2 separate regions of the Sus scrofa genome follow, and region 2 is linked to region 1. Evidence: chromatin contacts called from public HiChIP or PLAC-seq data. All regions are on one chromosome and are shown on one strand. Each heading gives the region's core, a stretch centred on a gene start, on an enhancer-like site or on the middle of the called end of the contact. The rest is flanking DNA. Distances are from core to core; before and after follow the strand shown. Region 1 holds the start of POGLUT1 (protein O-glucosyltransferase 1). Region 2 holds the start of ARHGAP31 (rho GTPase-activating protein 31).

The links. HiChIP or PLAC-seq counts read pairs in DNA pulled down with a chosen protein or histone mark.
Region 2: a contact with region 1 is called in an H3K27ac HiChIP or PLAC-seq map of skeletal muscle. The contact joins the promoter of ARHGAP31 here to the promoter of POGLUT1 in region 1. A contact is called at or near these places in 1 of 5 promoter capture datasets (fetal skeletal muscle), 5 of 47 Hi-C or Micro-C datasets (embryonic fibroblasts, fetal heart ventricle, liver and 2 more) and 2 of 2 datasets of contacts at active chromatin or transcription factors (alveolar macrophages and skeletal muscle).

Annotation. Positions count from the first base shown.
Region 1 is chr13:140,790,502-140,796,612 of Sscrofa11.1, reverse strand. POGLUT1 (protein O-glucosyltransferase 1) reads left to right here and starts at 2,968. Exons shown (of 11, transcript XM_021070325.1): 1 at 2,968-3,165; 2 at 3,869-3,959; 3 at 6,082-6,111. The coding sequence starts at 3,081.
Region 2 is chr13:140,945,417-140,952,039 of Sscrofa11.1, reverse strand. It overlaps ARHGAP31 (rho GTPase-activating protein 31), which reads left to right and starts at 3,536. Exons shown (of 12, transcript XM_021070330.1): 1 at 3,536-4,393. The coding sequence starts at 4,294.

The DNA of each region.
Region 1 (6,111 bases), core at 1,719-4,218:
GAGCTTGGGGTTTAAAGCCAAGACTGCAAGAATGAATAGGCAGTTTATGGGAGAATAATTTAGTAAAGGAAGTGGCAGATTAAAAAGGTAAGAAAGTGAGGGACATCATGCGGAATTCAGAAACTGTCAGTAATCTGATGTTAGAAGAAGAGTAAGAGTGTCAAGAGGAGCACTTGAATCTTGCTCTGCAGATTTTAAGCACATAGGGAAAGCCCTTTATGTCCAGTATATGATTAGTTAACCTTCACTGAGAGATTTGTTTGGTGCCAGACACTAGACTGGTAGCTTTACATATTTCATTTAAATCTCTTAACGTTTTGGTATTATTTTATAGAGAAAACTAAAAGTAAGAAAAAATAATTTGCTGATACCCAGTTAATATAACCCAGCTAATCAATGACAGAACCAAATTTTAGAGCCAGAATAACCAATATCAAAACTAAAGCTAGTGATATTTCTAAATATTCTTTTTCCCCCGTGTATTTTTTTTTTTTTTTTTTTTTTTTAAGGCCACATCCCTGACATATGGAGGTTCCCAGGCTAGGGGCCCAATCAGAGCTAGAGCTGCAGGTCTACGCCACAGCCATAGCAACTAGAAATCGGAGCCTTCTCTGCAACCTACACCACAGCTCATGGCAACTCCAGACCTCTTGGTTCCTAGTTGGATTCCTTTCTGCTGTGCCACGACTACAGGAACTATGCCCCAAGCATTCTTATACTTTAATTCATGCAACATAGATCACCATATATTTTCATTGTATTCACCTGTAGGCTTATGGTACATTTCTTTTCATATTTGCTCTGTTAATTCCTTGCTAGCTTGCTACATTGAAACTCTGTTGATTTTCTCTTGGTTCACCAGCATTCATCTTTCATTGAGCAATTATTTATTTAGTGCCTACTGTGTACCAGGCATTGTATTAATGAGTAAGACAGCAGATATGTCCCTGTCCTCCTGGGGTTTATATTCTAATGAAAGAAACATGTATTTAATATCAATGAAATAATTACAGGTTGTAAGTATTATGAAGGAGATAAAGGGATAAGGTGAAAAATAAAGGTGCTATTTTGAAGGGAATCTGTCTGAGGAAATGACATTCCAGAAAAAACCTGAATATGGGGAAGGAACCAGAAATGCCAAGATGGGAGAGAAAAGTAATCTTCATAGAAAACAAAACTTATGCAGAGATTCTAAGGTAGGCTAGAGCTTGGCATGTGTGAGAAACAATGCAAAGCTGTACAGTTAGATCACAGTATGAAATGAATTTGAAGAGACAAACAGAAGCTTGAACATGGAGGGTCTTTTAAACTATACTGTTTGCATTTTAAATTAGTGGCTGGCCTAGGACCTAGAAATCTGTGGGTTTCTTAAGTCCCAGAAGAATTCTAGCACCCATTCACATATAGGAACCACTGGAGTAAAACACCTCACCTCTTAAGGAAATGAAACAAGTATTGTTTAGATTCAGGTGCAGCTTATTCCTTCTGTGTATAGGGCTCACTTACCTCCCAATCTCTCACTGCAAAGATAAACATTGTAAATTTGCAGAAAACACTGATTTATTTTCATTTCAAAGACATTATAACACAAAATGATTTCTGTTTTGTTCTGATCACAGAAAGCAATAATTATGGAAATAAGCTATTTTATTGGGGTTTTTATAATTGTTCTCCAGTATATTCATTTTAAAGTAACTTTGAAAGTAAAGGTTATTGTGTTTAATCTATGTAGTACACAGTCTTATGTGCTTTTGATGAAACATTCATTTGAACTACTGTACACCTTCCTGGAAGTAGAAAAAATTGATTTAAGTTTCATTTGGATTCCTGAAGAAGCCTTTTAAGATGCAGTGTTAATGATTCATTTTCTTCTCTTGCTTACTCATGCAGAATGAGTTACATAGCCCATTCCTAGCTAATCAACATTATTTTACCTTCCAACGTTCCTTAAGATGTATCCTAAATCCTCCACTACCATCAGCCTAGGTTCTACTCCCATGTGCAAATTATGGCTGCTCCCCTTTTTCAGCATCTCCAGCATTCTCCTTTTCTTCAGCCTGGAATGCACCCTTCCTGCCCCCTTTCTTCAGTATTCCAGTTCAAATTGATCTTTCCGTCTGCTGAAACCAGTAGCATTTAGATACTGCCTTAAGTTGTAAATTATCTCTGGGGAAGTCATATTTTTCTTCTGGCTAGTTCTAAACTTCGGGGCACAGATCTCATCTTGTACTTCCACGTTTTTCCACAGAGCCTAGAGTGTCACTATGCACATTTTACACAATGGATACATACTTCTATTTGTATGATCACTGTATATATATATATATCTACGCTTTTCTTTATATACCATATAGAGCTATATACATACACTGTATGGTATGTTGCCCATTGTTTTGTTTTGTTTTTCCAAGTCACCCAAACACTTATAAATAGTTATTACAAAGAGATGTGTGCTATATATTGTCTGCAACCTTTTGGGCTCTAACAGTGCTGTAGACATTCAGGGGTTCAACAAATCTATACTATTTAATAAGAACCAGTTTGAGGTTGTGGAAGGAACTTCTAGCCTAAATTTTGCCACTTAAAGGCGGATCTGTGGGCGGAAAATGGTATCCTCTCTGACCTTCAGTTTTGGGGCTGTGAGACTGTGTTCAAGATGTTATAAAATGTAACGAACAAATATTAGACATTTTACCGGGGAGGAGGGGCGTACCATTTATTCATTCGCTCCTAGGATCCGATTTTATCTGAGGGCGAGCGAGCTGGGGCGGAGGGTCGGGGAGAGGATTTCACTCTATTCGCAAAGATGCAGCTCTGAACATATAAAGCTCGGCTTTCAACAGACGAGTAGAAAAATCGCGTCCCGCCGCACCGCACTAGGCGTTGGTTAACTCCCCGGGGAGGGCCCAGCTTCCCCGCTCCGCCTTCGCAGGGAACCGGTACCCGGAGGCTGAGCAGCGAGCAGCAGCCTCTGCGTTGGGCGGCTCTCCACCCACGTGGTGCGGCTCCACGGCCATCTTTGTGCGGGGCTGCGCTTCCGCCGGCGCAGCGGCGGGGCCTCCGCAGTGGGTCGGCTGGCGATGGAGCGGTGGGCGCTCTCACATCTTCGGTTGTGGCTGCTGTTGCTCCTCCTGCTCCCGGTGCCGGGCCGCCAAAAGGAGTCAGGTGCGCTCTGGGCGGCGCCGAGCCCGCCGCTGGGGCTCAGGGTCTGGCCCGGTGCCAAGCGCTCTCCCGCTCCCCTCGCTCCCGGTGCGGCTGGCGCCCGGCTTCTGCTGTGGTCGCGGTGGCGCAGAGCTGGGCAGGGAGCACCCGGGCGCCTCAGAGCGGAGAGAGATTGCGTCTGGGTGTCTAGCGCGGCTTCTGCCCAGGACCCTGGAGAGTAACCCATCCTCTGGAATTCGGAGTGATAGTTGGGAGGAGAGGGTATGCCCCTGTTCCTCCACAGCGAGTGTGTCCCACGCTGGGCTACCTTGTAGCTCCCTAACACACGTTGGGGGATAACTTGTGTGTGTGTGTTCGAAGGGAGGGTTAATGCCTGCGGCTTTTAATCAACCCCCTTTATGAGGCTCAGTTTGATTAGTAAAAGGTGAGAATCCATGTCACCAGCTTATCCATAACCTAGGTGCCAAGAATTAAGCTTGGAAATTTTCCCATTTCTTGTATACCTGGCAGCCTGAGTAGAGGAGCAGACCTGACCTGAGTGCTGGAGAGCTATAGAATGAATCCTTCCTGGAGGTTCATTTCACCAGTGGGATGGAAAAGGGGTGTCTACAAGTTTGGGCCTTCTTTTGGTTCTGCCTGTGTGCCGCAAGTGAATAAGAATGCTCAGGGATGTTTTGTTAACCTTCATTTACTTCACTTTTTGAAGGTTCGAAATGGAAAGTACTTATTGACCAAATTAACAGAGCTTTGGAAAATTATGAACCATGTTCAAGTCAAAACTGCAGCTGCTACCATGGGTGAGTTCTTTTCTTTGATGTGTTTTAGAGTATTTAGATCTTGTCAGGAGGAAATGCCCTAAGATCCCAGAAAGACCTTAGTTGCTGTCAGAGAGCCAAGCATGCTTTGAGAGCAGACAGATGTTTTGAGGGTCCCTGAGGTGGTTTTCACATTTCTAGGGAATAAAAATGCCCTGGGATGGGAAAGGCCAAAGTGGTCTTAGCATTGCTTGTTAACTTCCTGTAGGAGTTAGCACATGTATTTGTCTGCCTTCCCCACTGAACCAAAAGCTTCTTGAGGTCAAGGCCTCTGTCTTATATTCACTGCTGTATTCCTGGTGCTGGCTCTCAGTAAGTACTTAACTAAATATTGTTGAAGGAATGAATGTATATTTGAATGAATCAAATCGTATGTTTCCTGTTGGCTGTATATTTTTTCATATATATACATGGTATAAAATTTATAAAGTTCAAAAGGGCATTTACAAAAGTGAAAAGTAAGTTTTCTCCAACTCCTGGCTCACGCTATTTACTTGCCCTGGAGGTAACCATTGTTACTAGTTTTTTTAATATTCCCTCCAGAAATCAAAATGTACCTTAAAATTAGGAGTGCCCGTCGTGGCACAGTGGTTAACGAATCCGACTAGGAACCATGAGGTTGAGGGTTCGGTCCCTGCCCTTGCTCAGTGGGTTAACAACGATCCGGCGTTGTCTTGAGCTGTGGTGTAGGTTGCAGACTCGGCTCGGATCCTGCGCGTGCTGTGGCTCTGGTGTAGGCAGGTGGCTACAGCTCCGATTTGACCCCTAGCCTGGGAACCGCCATATGCCGTGGGAGCTGCCCAAAGAAATAGCAAAAAGACAAAAAAAAAAAAAAAAAAAATTAATACTTTTATTGTTACAGTAAGTGTTGTCTTCTTATTTTTTTACATTTTTTATTTCCCCAATACAATTTTTTTTTCTGTACAGCATGATGACCCAACTACACATACATATATACATTCTTTTTTCTCACATTGTCATGCGCCATCATAAGTGACTAGACATAGTTCCCAGTGCTACACAGCAGGATCTCATCGCTAATCCATTCCAAAGGCAATAGTTTGCATCTATTAACCCCAATCCACCCCACTCCCTCCCCACCTATGGCTGTTTTTAAGGTATGTAAATTAGAGCTGGAGTGTGGTGTGGTAAACAGATTCCTTTAAAATCAGCCTTGGGTACTAGTCCCAGATCCCAGCACCAGATCCAAACCACTTAACTCCTCTAGGTGTCAGATTTTTCATCAGCTAAATAACAGGGCCCTTTAAGCCCTCCCTCTGATTCCTCAAAAAATTCACCTGATATGTATACTTGCTGAAAACTTATTATGTACTGAACTTTAAAAGGGATACAAAAGAGTGTACTTTCTGATTACTCCTGTTAGTTGTACATAATGCTGGAGGATGTGGGGGTGGTAGGAGCCAAACAGTCTAGAATATGGGAATCAGAGTGTCAGACTATAAGGCATAGACCATACCTTCTGTGGGGTTCAGAAGAGAGGAGGTCAGTGGGACTGCAGTGACTGGGAGGATATGGGTATGGCATGAGTAGTGAAGGTAGAGTATGCATCAGGCAAGGGAGGGGCATGGAAGGAGGAAGAGATTTTTTTTTTTCTTTCTTTCTTTCTTTCTTTTTTTTTTTTGGTCTTTTTGCCTTTTCTGGGGCCGCTCCTACAGCATATGGAGGTTCCCAGGCTAGGGGTCTAATCGAAGCTGTAGCTGCCAGCTTTCGCCACAGCCACAGCAACACCAGATCCAAGTCACGCCTGTGACCTACAGCACAGCTCACAGCTACGCTGGATCCTTAACCCACTGAGCGAGGCCAGGGATTGTACCCACAACCTCATGGTTCCTAGTCAGATTTGTTAACCGCTGCACCATGATGGGAACTCTGGAAGAGATATTTTCTTGCTTTTTCTTTTTTGTGGCTTTGTTGTTGTTGGTATTTTAGATCACCTGTGACGCTTGTCTGGGGAGAAGTTGCTCGTTCTCGCACTCTCTTCTTTCCCTTAGCTTACTGTGTTCTCTAATACCAATCCTAAACCCATGGGTAGGAAGCAGAGTCTCTGGGCCTGCTTTCGTTGACAATTCCCATTCTTTCCCAGTGTCATAGAAGAAGATCTGACTCCTTTCCG
Region 2 (6,623 bases), core at 2,287-4,786, 150 kb before region 1:
TAAAGACATAATTTATGTTATCACCAAATAGCTTAATTAGTCCTTCTGTTGACATTCCTACACCATCTCCATGTAACCTGCTTCCTGGGCAATCCTCAGCCCAACGGAAAAACCTATTGGAACCCAAACCTGACTTCCTGCCAGAGACCCAGGAAAAGGTATACATTTTAGAGTAAGCAATGAGAAAAAGAAAAATGGGAAGATAAAGAAAAATAGAAAGAGCATATATATGAGTTCTTTTGTGGTACAGCAGGTCAAGGATCCGGTGGTGTCACTGCTCCAGTTGCTGGTGTGGCGTGGGTTCAATCCTTGGAACGTCCACATGCTGCAGGTGCGGCCAAAAAAAAACCAGAAACAAACCAAAAAATCAAAAAACCAAGATGGTGTCTAGAATAAGATTTAAATTCAGCACCTATCACAGGGTTTACTCAGCGATGCGAGGGGGCAGGGAGCATTTGGGGAGAGACTCACTTTCTAGCTCCCTGGGTCAGGCTATTCCCATAGGGCTTCGTTATCTAGCTTGATAAACTGTGAGTTCTTCCCACGATGAGGAGATCATTGAGAACTATCAAGCAGAGACAAAGAACCACAACATACACATTTCAAATAAGGTGTGTTCAATCAGCCCAGGCATAATGGTCACCTTGTCCACTGTTCAGTATTACCTTGCCCCTGAACCCTAAACAACTTGAATCCAGCTTATCATGAAGCAGGAGTGGAAAGGTCTCGGGCTGTTCCAGAATAAAAATTCTATGATTGTGGAGTCCCTTTGGGGAATTCTTGGTAAAGCATAGAAGAATCTTCAGGCTGAGTCACTCACTAGCTTTATAGTTCATCTGGGCAGTCCTGTTTTGTGACAGCCTACACTTGCTGGGTTTGATGGTGATTAAGGGGATCTGGTTCATAGCTAAGGTTATAATGTGAAGTGTGTTGAGAAATAGTTGTGAGTTACTGTTTTTTAGCTGGTCAACTTGTGAGAAATACCATATTTAATAAAATGTTATATAATTAAAAAATAGTATTTGAATAAAGTCTGATGATTAGTTAGTATTATTGTATTAATATAAATGTCCTACTTTCGATAATTGTACTCTGGTTATATAAGACATTAATACTTGGGAAAGCTGGTTGAAGGGTATATGGGAATTCTGATTATTTTCCTGCAAATTTTTTTTTCTTCTTTTAAATTTTTTTATTTTTCTGGTAAAATTTTTATAAGCTGAAATTATTTCAACATAAATAGTTAAAAGAATGTTTTTTAAACCTTTAGAAAGGTAATTCACAGTGCTTGACAACTTATCCATAATTTGTGCCTGGGGGCCTGGACCCAGGAAAAGAGCAACCCTTCAGCCTCTCTCCTTTGCTGCCAAAATGATGAAATCCATTGTAGGTCAGATGAAATAATGAATACGAAAGTCTTTGCTACAGTAAACTCCTAAGCAAGAGTTAATAGTAATAATTATAATCTCATATGGAGATGCTTCTCTATAAATAAAGGACGGAACAAGCCATTATATGAAATACCCTACCAAATGGTCCCCAAGTAGCTTTTAAGATGCTTAGAAACTGCTGTCCTGGCAGTAGGAAACAGGGAGTCATTGACAGGATTTTGAGCAAAGCAGGCACATAACAACAGCGATACTTTAGGAAGATTCAACAGGCCTTTAGGGCATAGGATGAAGTGGGAAAAGACTGGACTTACCAAACCCCACTAGGAGTTATTCTAATAATTCAGGAGTGAATGGTCCTCACTGAATGGGCCTGGAAGGAAGAAGCCCAGCAGAGAGGCATTTTGAAGGACTCATCCGTCTGGCCAGGCAGAACTAGGCTGGGGGTGGGGGCGGAAAGAGAGAAATGAGTCAGTGGTTACTTGAAGATGTCTCGCCAAGATGACTAGGGCAATGCTGGTGTCACTAAGAGACAGATGGCAAATAGAAGGAAGGAGAGACCATACACAGCTTGGGCCGAAAACTCCAGTGGCTCCAAAGGCCAGGCAGGGAAGGAGGGAAGGAGGGAAAACAGGAAGTGGAGCTGCAAAACTGGAGGACTCATCTCTCTAAAGAGGGTGGTACCTCCATGGAGCTTCTACAACTCAGCATCAGAGGCCCTTGACACGTGGAAATGCACTTTCGGTGTCACCACATCGTCTATTTTTGTAAGAGAAGCTAGAAATCCAGATCTTTTAAGTTAAAAATGTTAACTCTTTAATGTTGGCAGTTAATTTTAAAATTTTAAATATTTAATACTTAAATATTTAAGGAGTTCCCATCGTGGCTCAGTGGAAACAAATCTGACTAGGATCCATGAGGACATGAGGACACAAGTTTGATCCCTGGCCTCACTCTGTGGGGAGGGGATCCAGCATTGCCATGAGTGAGCTGTGATGTAGGTCACAGACACAGCTTGGATCTGGCATTGCTGTGGCTGTAGCATAGGCCAGAGACTACAGCTCTGATTTGACACCTAGACCCATAGCCTGGGAACCTCCATATGCCATGGGTGCGGCCCTAAAAAGGCAAAAATTTTTTTTTTAATATTTAAAATGGCAAACAAACCAAACACATCTGTGAGCCAGATTCAGCAGGCAGGCTATCAATTGTGAGTACTCACAAAGAGAGAAGGTCAAGGGTCAAAGTTCATACACTGTCTTGGTGATACATAGGGAGATAAGAGACTGTGACAGGATTCAGTAACTAAAATACTATACTTAAAGCTTTTTCCAGCATTCTGAGCTCTATGACTGTCTCTACCCTTTAAGCCTATATATGGATTTGAATTTATACAGGAAGTTTAATCTAATCCTCAAATGGTGAAATCACCAGAATTTGAGTGCTTACTGTGTGCTGAGTACACAGAAGTCAAAGAATTTCAAATCTAACTGGAGAAAAAACATGCCCTCCTGAAAACTTGAGACAAATTATGAAATAACCTGAGAGACTGCTTTCTTCAGATTATGTTAGAATATCAGAGTCACCTTAAGTCCTGGTCCCCTCACTCCCACCCCCCGCATCACTTCCATTTAGCAAACTTTGTAGTAATGCCTCTGTGTGTGTGTGTGTGTGTGTGTGTGTGTGTGTGTGTGTGTGTGTGTGTAACTTGAATCTCTAATCAGAAATCTGATTTCCAGGGCAGTGGTTAAAAAGTGGCAGCCTCCATCCCTCCCTCAGCTTTGGAGGGGACTTAGCTGGGTTGGGGGTACTGGGGCGCGGGACAGTAGAATGGGAGTGGTTGGCGAAAACTGCTCCCCGTTAGGTTTCTCCGTTGGAATCCCTGTCTTTGTTTCTGTCATTACTCTTTAAGTGTTTGTGTAGGAGCAGACAGGCACCGAAATAGAAATTGTCAAAGAGATGATGACAATGAAGATAAAATACAAGGGAGGACTTTTTTTTTCAGTCCCACCTAGCCCCCTCCATCCAGAGTGCCAGCGCGCCTCCTCCCGCCGTCTTCAAAGAGCCGTCGATGGGGCAGGAAGCGGGTGGCTCGGGCTGTGGGTGCTCCTAGGAGAGCGGCGATTTCCTCCCGGGCGGGCCAGTTATCTCTAGAGTCGCCGAGCAGCTCTGCGAAGAGCGCGTTCTCTCCCCAACCCCGTACTCCTCAACCCACCCACCTACTTCCTCCGGCTCCATACACACATGAGCACAGAGCTGCCAAAAATTTCCACCCTCCGCCCCCCTCCCTAGCTAACTTCCTTCCAGCATTTCCTGAGCTGGATGATCCTAGGATTTGTAAGACAGGAAAAAAAGGAAGGCGTGAGGGCGGGCGAGAGAGACAGGATGCTTGTTTTTCGTTCTACCAAAGCCGTCTGAAGGCAAGACAGCGCGCGCCGGGCAGAGGACCCACGCAGTCCCCGGGCCGTCTCCGCGCCCGCCGCCGGCTTCCCCGCGCCCTCGGCCACTCCCGGGCTTCGAGAAGACGGACCGGAGAGCTCGCCCTCCCTCCAAAGAGGAGGAAGACAACCGAAGACACCGCGGGAACCTGTGAAAGTCCCTGGGACTCCAAGTGAGGAAGTGACACTCCCAGCGAGCCGGCCCGCCGCTGCCAGCTCCGCACGGCCTGCGGCACCGCGGCCCTGGAGGAGCGCGCGGTGGATTTCAGGCTCCGCGCCCGCGCCGGGCTCAGCGCCCCGCGGGCTCCATGCGCTCTGTCCCGGGCCCAAACTCTTCCCGACGCCCATGCGGCCCCACAGCGCCGCGCCGCAGCCACTGATCTAACCCCCACCCCGGAGACCACCGTCGGCGCGGTGCCAAGCAGAGGGGAGGGGGAGACGGAGGGCAACCTCTTTGGGACTAACTCATGAAGAACAAGGGTGCCAAGCAGAAGCTGAAACGAAAGGGAGCCGCCAGCGCCTTTGGCTGTGACCTCACGGAGTATCTGGAAAGCTCAGGACAGGATGGTAAAGTGCCTTCGCCTACCCCCCTCCCCCCTTCTTTTTGTTTGAGAGAAAGAGGGACTCTCCGAGGGTGTGTTACATTCAATTCACAAGTTAATGTATTCCAGGCTTGTGCGCTCCTTCTACTTTTTTTTCTTTTTGAAGAATATACACAATTCTTGAGGTGCATAGCGCTGCCACCCCGACGTGTAGAGGTTGTGTCAGTCCTTCCGTTTGTGTCACACAAGCCGTTAATGGGCGGTGCTGCTGCAAGTTTAAGCGGCTACCCCTGGGGGCCTGGGGTGGGGGCTGGAGAGATCCCGATCCCCAACTTTGGATGTGGGAGAGGAGGGGTGAGGACTGGACCTGTGGGATGGTGTTCACTGGGCTTCTCTGGGTACATAATTATGACCGCCTTAGGTGTCCCTCCCGGCTTCTCCAGTTTCATCAGCTCACATCTTTTTTTATTAATGTGCTGGAAGGCAGGGGGTGCGGTGGATCCTGGCTGGGGGAGTGGTTGCACAAACATTTTCTGAATTTCTGAACTGATGCCAAATATATAGTACCTCCCTCCCTCCCCTTCCCAACCCCTCAGACCCTTTACCTCCTCTTGGCTTTCAGATTAGCGTTTGGTGTGTCAGACAAGAAGAGTGTTGTAAAAAGGTCAGAGGGCCTTGCCTTGAAAATAGTTTAGGAGAGCGTTTCTTAAGGAGAGAGTCTCTGCTTTCAAGGTCAGATTGGAAAAAAAGCCGATCCTCCAGAGTAGAGACAATTTAAACATTTGTTAGGGGGAGGGCGAAAGAAAACAATCCAGAACACAATAACAGCATTTGAGGTTAGAAGTTTTTAATCATAGGAACGTTGGAGAAATTGAGCATTAAATGACTCCTTTTGTAAGGTTGACTGGCCCTGTACTTATCCGTGACAAAAAGGCCTTGTCTTCAGAAACTTCAGTGAGAGAGAAAAAAGTCTACTATATGGGCCTTGTGTTTATACATACATAGATACAAGAAAGGGGGGAAACTGAAGGGCTAACTATGCAGAATAATTCTGCCTCCAGGAAAATAATCTCAAAAGCTATTTGATTAGCTCATATCAAATGTGCATCTCAAAAACAGAGCAATGCTTTTGTTTCTATTTCATTTTTTTCAAAGACTCAGCACCACCTAGTAATTTGCAGTGGTGTGATATTCCTGCGGAATTCTTGAGTTCAGAGTCTGCTGTGTCATTAGGACAAATAGCTTGGTATTTTACAGCTTGGGGGACCGCACATTTCAAAACTGCCTCTTTTGCAACTGGGACACAGCAGAGTCAATTCATTTAATCCTCTCCAACAATCTGGAGAGGTAGATTTGAAATAACATCGCATGGGGTTGAGTTTTTTTGAGTGTGAGAGAACGCCAAGTATGCAGCTTAACCATTACCCTCAGAAGTTCGCAATGAAATGTTTTCCTCCACCTGTTTTTGCAAAGGGGGGCCTTCAGGTTCACATCCAGGTTCACTTAATGAATGCTTGTGGATACCACCTCCTACCATGCAGGTGTTCTTCTGGGCCCTCACTCCAAAGTTTAGAGTTGCGTGGAGGTGCTTATCAATCCTGCCCCTTCTTACAATGTCACAGGTCATAGGATGAGCCAGGAATCCCAGGGTTCTGTAAAGACACTTCAAAGGCAGCCTTAGACAATCCCTCTTTCACCTGCTTTGTATTTTGGGCTTTCATATATGTTTCATTTGGAAAAAAAGAAAAAGAAAAGGGACTACTGCTGAAAGGGGAAAAAAATGGAAACCAGTACCCAGTGCTACCTACCCTGGGAAGGGAGGAGGCAGTGCAAAGAGGTAAACTGACCTGCCTTATATCTTCAGTCATGAAGGAGGCAGAGGGCTCTGGCCCACTAGGCTCCTCTCCCTTCCCCGGCTTCCTTGTCTAGGCCAACATTCTCCTCTAATGCTTTTTTTTCTCCCCCTAAATTGAAAGCAGACAGTCCTGCCCCAGAATCAGCGAACTTTCAAGACTGACATACCTGAATAAAGTTCAGCTTTGAAACAGAAGGAAATTGACCCACTTAATGATCCAGACACCGTTATTGTGCCACGTGGGAATTGGCGTGCACAATACCTAGCTTATATAAATGAGGGTAATTAGGATTTCTCTTTTTCCCACATCTAGAACTAGTCAGGCATTTTTCTCTTTATTTTTGTTATAGTGTAGCATCAGTAAGTAGTCAGTGCTAATGGTTTTCTCTAAAACACTGTG